3 separate regions of the Ovis aries genome follow, and all the other regions are linked to region 1. The links are chromatin contacts, called in public Hi-C maps. All regions are on one chromosome and are shown on one strand. The core of a region is the stretch at or near the end of the contact, and the rest is flanking DNA. Distances in the headings are between cores, read along the strand shown.

Region 1 (5,120 bases), core at 1,176-3,675:
CTATGTCTCTACTTCTTGCTTTTCAGTATGAAGATCAGACCCTTTCTTCCTCCCCAAAGCCTTGCCACTTGCTGAAATGTCCACATTGTCCTCTGGAGCCCACCACCTTCGCTGGTGGGGCACCAGAAGAGTCTTCCCGCCTCCTCTTTGTCCTTCCTCTCTCTGCCAGCCCAGCCCGAGCCCACTGTTAACTCACATCTCCTTCCCAAGTCTCAGTTCCTTCCAAAGAGCTTAACAAGTGCATGAAAGCCTGGGCCCAGGCAGCTATCGCTACTGGCATTTTTTTGCGCTTCCTCCAAATGACGCTCCCCAAAGGGACCACGGAAACCCAGAGCAGGAGTAAGCCTGCCCATCTGGGGGGAAGGGAGGAACTTCAAGGGTCAGGACAGTGCCAAATATCAGGGGATGGGGCCCTTTAGAAGAATTTGCGCTACAGGATGGAAGGAGTCAGGAGTCGAAATCCTCAGAAGCAAAGCAGAAGATGCCCCAGGGAGGTAACATACAAATGGACTTCCTTATAGGCGAGAGAGAGAGAGAGAGAGAGAGAGAGAGAGAGAGAGAGACAGAGAGAGACAGAGAGAGACAGAGAGAGACACCAGCCTGGTTCCTCTTCCCTGAGGCCAGGCTCACAGCTCTCCCTGAAATCTTTCCCTGCTCTCTCCCATCCCAAGTCTCTCTGCCTTTCAAGAGATCCCTGGAGCTCCAGTTCCCCTTTGAAAGCCTCCTCTAAAGCCTCTGGTCCACCACCTCCTTCATAAAATCCTTTCTGAGTTTGTCCATATCACGCTGCTGTTTGTCCATATCATACATGCAGCTTAACCAGTGCTAACCAAGCAACAGGCAAAGAAGCTTGGTTCACAGAACCAGCAGTCTTCTGACTGTGTGAACACAGACAAGTCACTTAAGCTCTCTGAGCTTCGGTTTGCTGCCCTCCTGCAAAACGGGGCTAACGACAGGACACTTCTCAGTGGGCCATTGTTGAGGGTAAAACGAGATAACGCGTGTAAAGAATTTAGCACAGTGCCTGGCCCAGCCCAAATGTATAATAAATGGTGGCTGGTGCTGCCATTATGATTACTGTTAATTATTATTATTAATTATTACTTTTCTGATTCAGGAATCTAAATCCTAGACCCTCACTTATCCTCTCAGTCTAAAGTACCCCGGTAGGACTGTGTCTCTTACTTTCCTGGTACCCCCAGAGCTGGGTTTAATAAACACTTGCTGAGTAGAATTAACCATAGGTTGAGCTGTCTTAATGACCCAGCTGGCACTTCTTAAAAGAAAAATTAATTTTGCTAGCGATAAGCAAATCAGCCATGTAATTATCTGCACATATAAAGACAAAGAAAAGGAATGCTTGGAGTTCAGCCTTGCCAGAATACCTCACACGCAGCCACCCCCTCGACAGCCCCTGAGAAGAACGGACCCTGTGGGGATGGGATACAGGCGCCGGGATCCCTGATGCCACCCAGGAGCCTGCTTCTCTGTCCTGCTCCGAGGCTGCCAGGCACCCACTGGGAGCCACATGACTGTCTGGATTTCCCCTAACTGATTGGCAGCCTGCAGGAGGTTGCCAGGATGGAGCAGCTGGCCGAGTCACTGCCTATCCTACTCACACTCCCTGCCCCAGGCTGGCACCTCGTGGCGACCCAGAACCTTGCCACAGAGAAGGTTCAAGTTCCCACAAGCGTTAAGATTGTTCGTGACTGGAGCCAACTGTAAGAGCTTTGGAACCTAGGTGAAATGGGAGAGCCACAGGAACGCGGGACCCCATTCTGGGAAGCTTGTTGCCACCAACCCTCACAGAGGGCAACAGTGCCCACCTCTATGGCCACCTCGCTAGCACCCCTGTCCCTACCCCAGCCCCTGTCCCTGCCCTGCGCAGCCTGGCTTGAAGTGCCCTTGGGCACAGGAGTGTGTTAGTCCAGACAGGCTGCGCGCACCCAGGAGTACAGTTCCTTGTGCTCCACCGGCTCCAACCACCCCACCCCAAACCGCGCGCCAACAGCCTGCTGCCCAGCAAACTTTTCTGCGCCCTTTCTTTTTGCCGTTCCACAAAACGGTGCTTCCCAACGACAGGCTCTCCAAGAGCTTAGCGCAAATCCTCGCCCGGTCCTCCTTCGCCAAATCCCAGCCGCTCGCCGCCCACTTGACCCCGACCCCGCCAGGGCCAACGGAGCCCGCCCGGCTGGGTCCGGGCCACTCCCTCCCGTCCGGGCGGGCACTCACCGATCTGCGCCAGGCTCAGCTGCACGAGGCAGAGTCCCCAAGCTGCGCGCCACCAAAACGTGTCCATGGCGTCGGAGCGACCGACCGAGCGAGCGGAGTGGAGCCGGAGGGGCCGGGCGCTGGGCGGGGGCCGGCGAAGCACGGGGCAAGCAGGGCGCCCGAACCTGTCGGAGGCTGGGGTCCGGCTGGCAATGAGGGCGCCTCGGAAGTTGGGTGCAGTTTTTATTCGAGGGTTGAGAGTGACCTAAGAGGGAGGGAGCGAGGGAGGACACACCCAAGCGAGGGGGCTGTGACTAAGCAGCCCGCAGAAGTTTAAAGACGTACCAGCTCTCCTTAGCCCTGGCCCCTCCGCCCCCGCCCCGTTCTCCCCCGAGATAATAAAGCGGGGTGTCTGGGCGCGCACCCCGGAGGGCCGAGGGGGTCCCCGTGCACCCAGGACGCACCGACTTTTCTCTCCTGGCGGCTGGGAGCGCAGCCTCTGGACGCAGGAGGGAATAACTGAGTCCTGAAACCTCGCCCCTTTGGGTTCAGCCTCTGGCCTCTCCCCTCCGCGAAGTTTCTCTTTTGACTCAGGCTGGGGAACTCTTCTCTGTGGGTTTCACAGGCAGCTGGATATTCTGGGAGAGGGGCTGGGACCGTGGAAGTGTGGTTTTCCCCTGCGCATGGTCGGGAGCTTGCGATTCTTCCAGGGAAGGGAGGAAGAGCTCGTCGACCTTCCCTTGAAAGAGAAGGGAGTTCATTAACACGCTTCGGGTGGACTTTTGATTCTTAGCAGGACTGCTCAGGGAAAGCTAATGGTAGCCAGCCACGGGGCTGGTATTTGGCTCTACTGACCTGTACATCATCTTCCGGTCCCAGGCTGGCACCTGGTTCCGTCTATCCATTCCTCCTTGGCTTACTCACACTCTCACTCATCCTCCCAAACACCCACGGGTTCCTCTATCTACCCATTTTATCTTGTGTCTCTCCAGGGCTCACACATCTATTTACCCTCCTGTCCATCGGTATGCACTGACATGCACCCAGCCTCCTGTCCAGCCATTCTGTCTACCCATCCATCAACCACATCTTCTTCCAACCACCCTCCCATACAACTTCTCATCCATCTATTAATCTTTTCACATCTCTTTGTAAAGCCACATCCATCTATATACTATTCTCCCCTCCATCCATCCATACCCACATATCTGTTCATACATGTACTCACACATTATCTATCCATCCATCCATCCATCATCTACATATCCATTCATCATTTTACCCCTCCTCTCACCCACCCACACATCGATCCCTTCTTTCTTGGTCCCGTTTATATTCCTATCTACATGAATATTAATCCACTTTCTATCCTAATCTATTCTACTCAGCAAATCTCAGAAAAGGGAGGAGATTGTCATATTCCTCATTTTGAGTTTGAAAAAATCATACTTTGCACTATAATTCCATATCTATCTGTAACATTGTGATACAATATTTGAAAAGCAAGTGCAGCATTTATTGCTAACTTGGACTACTGAATCTGATACCAGAAACTGTGAAGAGACCCTGAAAGAGCCTTGCCAGCATTTTTAAAGCAAAGTAACCACTTTTTTATTTTGGAGAGCAATTGGAACATTTGATCAGATAAAAAGATTGAAGGAGGACAGCAAGATATGAGGCTAGGGGGTAAGCAGGGGCCAGTTTGTAAATTATACTAGGAAGTTTGAGCTTGATCCCTAAGAAACAGGAAGTCAATGAAAGTTTACTTTGCTGTTGCTGTTGTTGTACTAAAATACACCTAATAGAAAATTTAACATTTTAGCCATTAGGTAGCTTTTCATGCAGTCATGAAATTGTGCAGCCATCCCTACTGCTTTAGTTCAGGCTGCCATAACAAAGTACTATAGACTGGGTGGCTTAAATGACCGATTTATTTCTCACAGTTCTGGAAGCTGAGAAGTCCACGATCAGGGTGCCAGTATGGTCCGGTTCTGGTGAGAACACTCTTCTGGTTTGCAGAGAGTCATCTTCTCTGTCCTGTCCTGTCCTCACAAGAGGGAGAGAAGGGGATGGAGGGCGAGAGAGAGGACAAGCTCTCTTGTGTGCATCTGCTTATAAAGGCACTAATCCCATTCACGGGAGCTCCACTCACATGACCTAAACTACCTCTCAAAAGCCCCACCTCCTAATAGCCTCACACTGGAAGTTAAGATTTCAACATATGAACTTGCAGGGAGACAAACATTTAGAACAAATGCTATGTAGTTCAGTGTGAGTTTTGAGTTGGGAAGAGCCTGCTTGACTAGGGGCTGTTCCTCTTGCATTTTCAGGGAGAGTATTTGGAGCTGAAAGATCGCTGGACTTACTGTTCCCCAGCTGCTCAGTGGCTGACATTCCACGTCCAAAGGGGTGGCCCGTCTGAAACAAAGAGCCCCACTTGACCAACAGGTATGCTGATAAACGCTACAATAGTAGCTGACTTGGCCGAGCCATCTGTGACCAAGAGGACACTTTCCTTCAGCAACTGGGGGCAAACTGGCTTCCAGGCAGATCTTCAGGCTCTGATCACGTGAGAAACCAGCCCTGGTGAGTTTCGTGGAGAGAACACTGGACAAGGAATGACCGTGGCTGTTTTGTGTCACTTCCAGGGTTTTCAGCTTTTTTTCTTGTTTGTTTTGTTTTGGAGAAGAGGGGGAAAGTGGAATGGATATTTGTAGTCACTAGAAAGACTGGAAACAATGTTTGTCTTTCTGTTCCATGCATGGAACTAGGTATTTCCTTGGAGACTCCTCAGAAACATACACAGGGATCAAAGCAAAGGCTTAGGTGTGGGCTATGCCTCCCCCATGGGAGAAGGAAATGGCAACCCACTCCAGTATTCTTGCCTGGAGAATCCCCAGGATAGAGGA
Region 2 (5,120 bases), core at 1,592-4,091, 52 kb after region 1:
AGTCAATAAGACTGGTGTCATTATAAAAAAGAAATTTGGACATAGATGCACTTGGGAGAACACCAGAAGATCATGAAGACAGAACTGTATAAGCCAAGGAATGTCAAAGATTTCCAGCAAACCTCCAGAAACTAAGCAAGAGGCATGAAACAGACTATTCCAGTTTTCAGAAAGAACCATCTTGCTAACACCTTGATCTCAGACCCCAGTCTCCAGAACCGTGAGACAATACATTTGTGTTATTTAGACAACTCAGTCTGTGGTACTTTGTTACAGAAGACCTAGAAATCCAACACAACGTCAGAGAGAATCTTGCCTATGATTATTTCTAGGAGGTTCAAAGAGACAGGAAATTTTAAAACAGAAAGGCAACTTGGAGACCAAATAGACAATTTTTCTTCTCCCAGCCACAAATCTCTTTTGCAAATAAAGAAACCAAAGCCCAGGGAAATTACAAGATGTGACTAAAGTCACAGAGCCAGCTGGTCAGAGCCAAGATTCCATATTAGGTCTTTTGATTGTCACTTTCCCAGGTGGCTCAGTGGATAGCCACCTGCAATGTAGGAGATGCGGGAGACACAGGTTCAGTCCCTGGGTTGGGAAGATCCCCTGAAGAAGAAGATGGCAACCCACTCCAGTATTCTTGCCTGGAGAATCCCATGAACAGAGGAGCCTGGTGGGCTACAGTCCATGGGGTTGCAAAGAGATGGACATGACTGAAGCAACTAAGTACACCCCCATGCCATATTTCCAGGCACACTTTGGTCATTTGCATACATCTGTATCTCTTCTAATCTACCATGAGACCTTGAAAGCAGGGTCTATATGCCTGGAATCTGCCATGCTTTCTCACATAAAACAAACCCTCAATAATATTTGTCAGTAATAATTCATATATCCAGGGTCTTCCACAGGGTAATCTCCATGTTGACCCAAGAAATGGTGCTTTTCCAAAAGCAATTCCTGTGCTAGAGAGAGAACACAAAGGCTCAAATGTGTCCAGGCTCAAAATGTGTCAAGCTGTGGACAGCAACTCCCAATGGCCTGTAAGTCATCAAGCCTTGTTCACAAGTAGACCGAGGTTCCACTTGTTCAGTCTGGGCCAAGTAGCCTTCTCCTGACAACACGGTGCTCTGAGTGGAGTGAGCCACGAAGACCTTCCAGCTGCCCATGAGCTCTTAGCCAGCTCCCTTCAGCAGCTATAGATTTATCTCTCTTCCCTAGCTGAAGGTCTCACATGCTTCCTAGAGGCAGAGACCATCTTTTTTCTCTACATCTTCCATGTTGCCCAGGGCCCAGGGTTCAGCTCGTATCATGGCAGATACCCAATGAATGGTGTCAGCATGGACCAGCCAGCCTCCTATGCCATCAGCTATCTGTTGAGCGCAAGAAGAGGAAAATTTACAAGATGTTATTTTGCTAAAAATATACCTCTAAGGGGAATCTCCTTTCCAAAGCTGGAAGAGCATTGAAAGAAATCATTAGCATGAGACTTTTCAACACTTAACATGTCTGTCTGGATTTAGAGAACAAAAATTCAGTCAGTTTAGTCTCTAGGAAAATCTCCCACAAGGTAGATTTATGATGTAAATTTTACATTGTGCTTGCTTCACCATAATAAACAAATGCTTGAAAAAAATAAATGTAGTCGATTCTAAAAATCATGATTATTTTGAGTATATTATTTTTTTGTTGTTGTTTTTTTATTTTTATTTTTTTATTTTGAGTATATTAAATTCATCACACACTGGGCACACCGATGCGAATGACTGAGAGGCTCCCACTCAGTCAAGTGCACTGCGGTACTGCCAGCCTCGGGAAGGGACAGTACTGCCATGCTCCCCCCCAAGATGCCATGGGGTGCCGCCCAGCCACCCCCCTACCTGCATCTGCTTCTACCGGAAGCTGGGATAGTGAGCTGAGCTCCATTGTCCCAACAGACTTCACTCAGAAAATACAAACTCAAAGTCAAATTAAGACTTGTAAGATGGCAGTGTTAGGACATTAAACCCCAAGCGAGTCCTCTGAGCATGAATCGATGGCACCAGTCACTCAGCCATGAGTCCAGCCCCACCAGGGACAACTGCATAGGTACTCAGTTTCTCCTATGGGCCTTAACAGATGTGCTGGTCTCATGTTGAGAGTGTAACGCTGGGTTGCATGCTATATAAGAGCTAAACTAGACTGTAAGACCTTTGAAGGTCAGAGATTCTCTGATTGCTCTTTCTCCCAAAGCACTTAGAAGGTTTTGACACACTAACCAATAGCACATAAATCACATAGTGTAAGTCACAAACTGAAACGCTGGAGATACAATATTCTGGGGCACATACGGGGAGTTGAATTACAATTTTCATCACAGCAAGGTGACTGTGGAGCCCCCATTCCGGAATAAGGAGCCCATCAGCATGGGAGGTAGAAGGGTGGAAGCTATCACTTAAAGGTGCAACATGGGAGAGGGTTGGGGAGGAAGGTTTCTGAAAGAGACTGTTTGCTGGCCCTGAGCCTTAGCTCACATCATTGATACATATACATCACAAAGCAATTTCGATTCTCTGGGGAGAATTAGGCAATGATGTGCACTTGGAAACTATAAGGAAAATGGAGCCACGCCTTAAATGTTGTGGTTAAAAGCTGGAAACCACAACCTCTCAGCTCCTTATTATTGAGACTTCTTAATAGCAAAATTCCTTCCTGACTCCGTGCATAATTGCCTGCAAGAGGGAGCAGGAGATGAGGTCCCTCCATCCTGCAAGGCTCAGATGCCAATCCGATTGATTCACAGGCTCCCTGCTGTTTGAAACTGTCCTGCCAAGTGGCTGCTGGGAGAAGTCATGAAGCCAGCGGATGGAAATAGCCCTGACTGCTGGGAGAAAGAGGATCTCCAGCGCTCTCTTCTCACTCTGTAACAAATACTGACGAAGCATTTTTGCATCTCTGCCAGTTGCTATGGAGACCGTGAGGGGAACACATGTAAATAGTCCGCCTGTGAGAGACATGCTAAGGTCCTCCAATGCAATGTGCTTTCTCTTCTAGACTTTTCTCTTTCTGGCTGAGAGCTGCAGTTTGCAGCTACATCAGTAAGCTCTGTGGTTTCAGGCCTCAGACTCGTGAGACTCCTGTTTAAGGAACTTGTCTACCAGGAGCGAGAGGGAAACACCCCATGTCTGGGTGAGATCTTCATTTGAAACACTTTCCTAATACATTTATGTTAGCAGAAAGTTCCTCCACTTTCTCATCTGTAAAGCGGGAGAGATAAAGCCCCCCTCGTGGGTGGAAGGCTGAGAAGGGACACAAGCTTTGTAAAGATGAAAGCACCAGGTACATCTGCTGCTGCTGCTGCTGCTGCGTCGCTTCAGTCGTGTCCGACTCTGTGCCACCCCATAGACGTACGTCTAGCAGCATGAATTAACGGAATTTCCGTGATTACCGTGTATTACTAAAGACTTGTCAAATCCAAACATAGTCTCATTTAGGCATTGGCATGTACAAACGGGGCCAGCTCATCATCAGAGCTAGCGGTTAGAAGGCATTGTTCCTTCTCAAAGCTTGGTGTGGATGTCCCCATGCTATCACTTAGTCCTGCTAAAGACAGGCTAGTTCAGAAGAGGAATCTAGGTCTCGGGGCCTGGCTCCTGCAACTGTCCAGGGCCTCCGTGGTGATCAACAGCCTCATCCACAGCCTTTCATCCACGCGAGAGCAGAGTAGCTCAGCCGCCAATTTCTTCCGCCCCTTGAGAAAACCCAGGTGTTTTCTTACAACACAAATACACGCCCAGGGCTCAGAAAAGCCAGCAGATCTAGGAGCAGGATCCAAGCCCGCAGATCCTCCTCCTCAGAGAGGCACGGAGGAGGACCAGAGAGTAGGTGTGGGCAAGCTCTGGTTTGAATTCCAAAAGCAGCCCCTCGAATTCCAGCTCCTGCGTGGGAGGAGGGGCGGGGCCTAGGGCGAGGGCGTTGTCCTCAGTGACCGTCTGCTGCCGCCCACGCCCCCGCGTCTCAGCCGGCTCTGTTCTCTGCTATCTCCTTGGTAACCCCACGTGGTGCTGTGGTGCTGTGGTGAAGAGAGGAAACAGCGCAAACAGAATCAGTCAGCGGTGGGGAACTAGGCTTGCTGCTTCTTCCACCCAGCTCCCTCTCCATTCCAGAGTTCTAGATGCCGGTTCCTGATTCAAGTCACACGCCAATGCTGGCCTTCAAAAGCAGCAGCCTGGTCCACGTGTGTCAATGAGGAGGATCCCGGACAGGCTGAACCTGCGGGCTCCAACCATCTCAGCCCAAATGCTGCAGGCTGCTGGGGGGCAGAACTCACCAGGCAGGACTCTGAGGGGAGGGTGGCTGGCCAGGGGTAAAGGGGAGCATGGACAGGGAGCTGGGAGCAGGGCAGAGGTCAGCCGGCTGAAGAATTCCCCAAATTCTTTTCCCTTGGCCCTCCACACTCCAAATCTCCCATCTTAAAGAAAAATATAATGTATGTGTAGATAGATAAAATATACATATAAAATAATGTATGTATTATATATGTGTGTATGTAAAATATATATAATATACAAGATTATTAGAACTATGAAGTTGAGGAGGGGGGATTAATAGTATATTGCGGGGGTTTTTTTGTTGTGTGTGTGTGTTTGTGTTTGCTTTGCTAGGAAAGGGAGGAGAATTAAAAGGTGTGACAGGGAAATTATGATAGTGATGATATCAAATAGGAATGAGCCAAGAATTCATTTATTCATTCAGGAAATATTGAGTGAACGTCCACTACATACCAGGTCCTGTTTTAGATGTTGGGGATAGGGCAGTAAATAAAATAGGCAGAAATTCCTGACTTCATGGCGCTTACATTCAAGTGGGAGAGGCAGGAAATAAAAATGACAGATTTGTTTTTTCAAAATTACAACAAAATGTGATGAATATGTAAAACGTATCATACACACACAGAGACATAAAGCAGGGTGAGGACCAGGAACCGGGATGGAAGCTGCAATTCAGGAGGGAAAACCAAGGGAGTCCTCACTGCAGAATCAGTTCTGAGTCAAGTAGTGGCAGGCGAAGACTTGAGGTGGGCTGGTGTCTGGGCGAAGAGCATCCTGAGCCCAATCAGGAGGCTGCCCGTGGCTGGA
Region 3 (5,120 bases), core at 1,553-4,052, 35 kb before region 1:
GGACAGGGGATAGATGCACTTAGCTTACATTGAATGGTTTCCAAAGAGTTCTGCAGCGTGACTTTGTAAAAAGCAGCCTGTGTTTGTATATGAGCATGTTAATAAGAAAAGAGAACCGTGTTACCTAACCTCACATTGCAGAAGTGCAGAGGGGCCGCTGCAGGATGGGGCGGAAACGTTGGACCGAAGTTGTCCAGATTCCCTAGGCTTCTTCTCATGAAAACAAACCACACGCAAACACCTCACCACAGTGGTCACCACTGCTTGCTCTTAATGTGCACCGCTTACCACAGGGCCATAAAAAAAATTCAGAAAATAAGGGCCATGCCTGCTCTGAGGGCTGCCCAAGTGGCTCAGTGGTAAAGAGTCCACCTACCAACGCAGGAGATGCAAGAGATGCAGGTTCAATCCCTGTGTGAGAAAAGTCCCCTGGCTACCCACTCCAGTATTCTTGCCTGGAAAATTCCATGGACAGAGCAGCCTGGCAGCCTACAGTCCATGGGGTTGCAAAGAGTCAGACACGAATGAGCAGCTGAGTGTGCACACACAGGCGAGGCTGCTGTGAACATCCTGGAGCAAAAGGACCTAAGGACTGCCCCCTGAGCACCGCGAGGTCCAGTAGGAGGAGCTCAGGAGGCCTCCTTCAACTCCTCTCACTGCTTTGCAATCACTTGTAATAATATACATCTTAATAATTTTCATGCCCTTTTCTCCCAAATCAGAGCAACACAAAAGAGAATCAAAATCAAAAGAGAGAAAAATAGTTTGAAAAACCTGCTTCAGCCAAGTCTACAGGGTCAAGGCTCCACCAGGCACGGACTTATCTTAAACAGTTACTTGGTTTTTCAATTCCTTGTGGTTCTGACAATGATATTGCCGGCTTCTTCAAAGCCCAGAGCGCGCGCTGTTGACAGGAGGGTTCAAGCAAGTGGATTCCAACCTGCGACCTTTAAAGCCTCCCCTGGGAAACCCCGCTGTGACTCACAAAGATGTCTTTAGCTGGCCTTAATTTTAGTCATACTGGTTCCAGATTGACTTGCCCAAATTCATGGGTGGGGCCAACTCTTCAGGCAACCAGTCATTCAGCTGTCAGAGAGGACGCTTCCGGGTCTAAGCCCCGCCCCCTGGACCCAGGCAGCTTGCCTTCCTCAGTGGGCTTAGTTGGGGCGTAGGCGGGTGCTGGTCCCTTACCTGCAGGTCTCAAACCCTATGCTCCGGGCCACCTCCATCTGGGCCATGGTGGGCAGCGTGCTATTGAAGGCCTTGCAGAGGTCGGCAGCCTCAGTCTTGGAGATGCTGTAGCGACCATTCTTCTCCACGTGGAATACGCCTGCATATCGGCAGGTTATATTCAGATCTGTGGGATGAAAAGAAACAGTTAGGTTGTTCTGCATCCATCATTTGGAAAGGGTAAGAACTTTGTTTTGGAGTAGCCTCATTGCAAAGCCAAATAATCTTCCCTACTGGCCAGAGCCTTCCACCTTCACTGCAGCATGTCAAAGCACTGCTGCCTCATGCTTAAACCTGAGATAAAACGCAGGAAAGTAGCACCACTTGTACATTCTGTCCAGGTGGCGTTAGCGATAAAGAACCTACCTGCCAACACAGGAGACAAGAGACCTGAGTTCGATCGTTAGGTTGGGAAGATCTCTTGGAGGAGGAAACGGCAACCCACTCCAGTATTCTTGCCTGGAGAATACCATGAACAGAGGAGCCTGGCTGGCTACAGTCCATGGGACCACAGAGAGACACGACTGAGCGACTGAGCACATCATTGAGAAAACTGAGGCTCAGAAAAGTGAGCTGCCCAAGGAAGTGAGGATTGCTGTCCAGAGCCTGTAGCTGCCTTCCTGAATCCCAGCTGTTCTGTTTCAGCAATACAGTTCCGAGCTGATAGCCAGGGTGGGGATGCCTGTGACTGCAGCGTCCCTGGGTACCTAGATTCTTTGGGGTTCTGTGTGGCATCATCTTTCAAGAAGCCTGCGAGGTGACTTATAGGTAAGTTATATACATATTATTCATAGGTGAAGAAACTGGAGCTGAGAAAAAGGAAATGACTTCCCAAAGTCACCCAGCAATTAAGTGGCAGAGCTGGAATTCCATCTCAGGTCTATTTAACACCAAAACCCACACTCTGATCCACTTATTCCCGTGTGCTCAGGAATCCTTTCATGTCATTAGAGCCAGTCTTCACTCTGGAGGGACACGCCTGAACAACTGTGACCTAATGACGAAGATAGGATCGGTGTTAATGGAACTGTAAGGACAACAAGTGCTCTCTCCTCTCTGAGCAGGAAGTAGCTTCCAACCATGAGAAAACAGTGTCTGACAAAGTACAAACCGAGATGATAAGAGAACTGTGAAGCCTCGCCACAATCTTTCTCGATTCTGAACATAGTGAAAGAAGAAATGGAGCTTTGAGAAGACATAAGGCAGTATCAAGTGGTTTCCTTTTGTTTCATCAGTGCAGAGATGCTTTTAAAAAAGTGTCAGAACTAGGTGAGATGGAGCAAACGTGTTTGGGGGATTTCCTTTCTGGTCTAATGGTGTCCTTCGGAAGCCACTCACACAACGCTTGGCTGATGAGGCTAGAGGAGCACAGAGGAGGGGAACGGACAAGGCGCTTTTGAAATCCTGTTTGTTTTTACTGACATTTTCAGCTTTGGCTTCGGTTGGCCAATCTTTGCCAAGAGAAACTGTTGCGCTGGGTGACTGTCCTTCCGGAGGCCCTCTGTGTGTAGCTTACAAAAGAGAAACAAAGCCTCCCAATCAGCTTCTTGGAGGTGAGACTGTTAGGAGAGATCTCAGCAGATGCCAGGAGAGGCAGGGCGTGGCCGTCAGCACGCAGCCGGGTGGCTGCTGTCACTCCCAGGTTAAATATAAAGTCTGAGGCATGGACGGTGGCTTGGAGCTAAATGGCAGTTTCTGTGTTATTAACATAAATTTGAGTTTGCCACCTGGCATGTAGAATATGCAAATACGAAAGGAACCATTCAGATTGATACTTGTGAATAAAATCTCTTGAGTTCCACGAGGAGCAAACAACATCCCTTGATAGACAACACACACGCAAGTGTGAGGGTGTCTCTACGTGTGTGTGAGAATAGTGAGTGTGTGTGGTGTGTGCTTATGGTCAGCCAAGACAGGAAAGCATGGATAAAATCTAGCTTCAGCCTTCCTAGAAACACGAAGATTAAACAGGGCGTGCAGTAGATCTCAGAAAAGGGGCTGCTGGATGAATGAAGAAATTCTATGCAATGTGAGGATTCCACAGCTTATATTCATCTTAATCTCACACATAAAAAAGGTTCTATCCTAGCCCTGATGGCATTCAGCCATCTGGGAATTCCAAAGACGGTTCCAAAACCTTCATTTCAGGTCAAGAGTATTCATATTCCTCCCCTCTGGGTCCCTCATGCCTTAAAAAGGACCAAGCCTTTCAGGGTTGTGTATCCGTTAAGTCTTCAAAATGTATGAAGACTTTCCAACACTTCCTTAACACTTACACAAGCAGAAATTACTACCCCCAAAGGGTATTAGTAATACTAACAGCAATAATAGCTGTTAACACATATTGTGCACTTATGATGTATAGGCCAGACATTCTTCTACCCATTTGACAAGTATTAACTCATTTTATGGAGAAGGCAATGGCACCCCACTCCAGTACTCTTGCCTGGAAACTCCCATGGACGGAGGAGCCTGGTAGGCTGCAGTCCGTGGGTCGCGAAGAGTCAGACACGACTGAGCGACTTCAATTTCACTTTTCACTTTCATGCATTGGAGAAGGAAATAGCACCCTACTCCAGCGTTCTTGCCTGGAGAATCCCAAGGATGGAGGAGCCTGGTAGGCTGCCATCTATGGGGTCGCACAGAGTCAGACATGACTGAAGCAACTTCGCAGCAACTCATTTTATCCGTATACGGTAGGTAATATTATTGTCCCCACTTTCCAGATACAGAAACTGAGGCACAGAGAGGGGAAGAAGTGTGCCCAGGTTCACAGAACTCACAATGATGGAGCTAGGATTCAAACCCAGCCAGTCTGGGCACCAAGAGACCACAGGATTAACCACCAGGCCACTACTTCTAAACCTAATTTACAAAACATTTTATGCACTCTCAACCTCCCCCATGTAGAGCCAGAAATATCCCAAGGTTTAAGTTAGAGCAAGGCTGAGGCATGAGTAGCCATGGACCACAAATCACAGGACAGCCTCCTGTGTCCCTGGCAATGGCCACACTGCCAACACCTGTAGTGAGGCAGGACTCCCCAGATATCTGGGCATTGCTCTGGATAAACAGAGATCTCTGTGATCCAGGAGCTGCCGTGACTCAAGGGCCTAATAGTAAATGGCCAAATGCATCTCTCCAATAAGCCTGTCCAGCTGGACATGAATCAAGATTGCTTTCCGCTGGACCCTCTGGTCTCCAATAAATCATGAAATAAAGGAGTGATCCCATGTTCCTCCCTCTGAGAGATCTGATGGGTAACACTAATGGTTGGAGGCCACTTTCAGATTCAGGGTGGCATCTGAAGGAGGAAGAGTGTTTGTTATGATGCAGTTGCCAGGAGGACAGAGAAACCATGGGCCCGGCACCCAGGGATCTCACTGCCCATGTGGGAAGAGCTCTATCAGTGGCCTGTCGGGAAGACCACAAAAAAACGTGCTCACCAAGAGACCTGTGTAATCCACTCCCTGGCACCAACTCACATTGAAGCCTTGTAGTTCAACTTAGAGGAGATATACCCAGATATACCTGGCTTAAAGTCCTGACATTGCTACTAGCTCTGGGTTACACAGATAGATAGTTCCTCTCTGACACTCAGCCTTCTCCTTGATGGGATGACAGTGCCATCGGGGTTTGTGGGACCGTGAAATGAGACAAAGCATGTCAAACACTCCATATGATGTTTGGCACTTAATTAGAGCCAATGGGTGTTTTATACTCATTAGGCGGGTGATCTACTTCAGCTAAATTAATTCTCACAAAAGTGCTATGGAATAGGTACTACTGCCAAGCCCATTTTAGACAGAAAGAAACTGAGGCACAAACAAATTAAATAATGTGTCCAAAGTCACCCAAGTCGGGGAGTCAGGGTTCCAACTCCTGGGCTA

What was found. Hi-C and Micro-C count contacts between places; a contact is called where the count stands out from the background.
Region 2: a contact with region 1 is called in a Hi-C map of tail adipose tissue, with 2.0 times the contacts expected there. The contact joins the enhancer-like site here to the promoter of CD44 in region 1. A contact is called at or near these places in 4 of 16 Hi-C or Micro-C datasets (blood, muscle, skin fibroblasts and 1 more).
Region 3: a contact with region 1 is called in a Hi-C map of blood, with 2.7 times the contacts expected there. The contact joins the enhancer-like site here to the promoter of CD44 in region 1. A contact is called at or near these places in 2 of 16 Hi-C or Micro-C datasets (both in blood).

Annotation. Positions count from the first base shown.
Region 1 is chr15:64,455,088-64,460,207 of ARS-UI_Ramb_v3.0, reverse strand. CD44 (CD44 molecule (Indian blood group)) reads right to left here and starts at 2,425. Exons shown (of 11, transcript XM_060399518.1): 1 at 2,233-2,425. The coding sequence starts at 2,299.
Region 2 is chr15:64,403,947-64,409,066 of ARS-UI_Ramb_v3.0, reverse strand. No RefSeq gene overlaps it. Among named protein-coding and RNA genes, the nearest start is that of TRNAC-GCA, 17 kb to the left of the region's middle. Within about 2 kb of position 2,841, at least 27 of the 54 cell types and tissues checked have an H3K27ac peak or open chromatin away from gene starts, as enhancers often do. A contact at or near this core is called in muscle and tail adipose tissue, where this site is marked.
Region 3 is chr15:64,490,278-64,495,397 of ARS-UI_Ramb_v3.0, reverse strand. It overlaps CD44 (CD44 molecule (Indian blood group)), which reads right to left. Exons shown (of 11, transcript XM_060399518.1): 2 at 1,192-1,357. Among named protein-coding and RNA genes, the nearest start is that of CD44, 35 kb to the right of the region's middle. Within about 2 kb of position 2,802, at least 10 of the 54 cell types and tissues checked have an H3K27ac peak or open chromatin away from gene starts, as enhancers often do.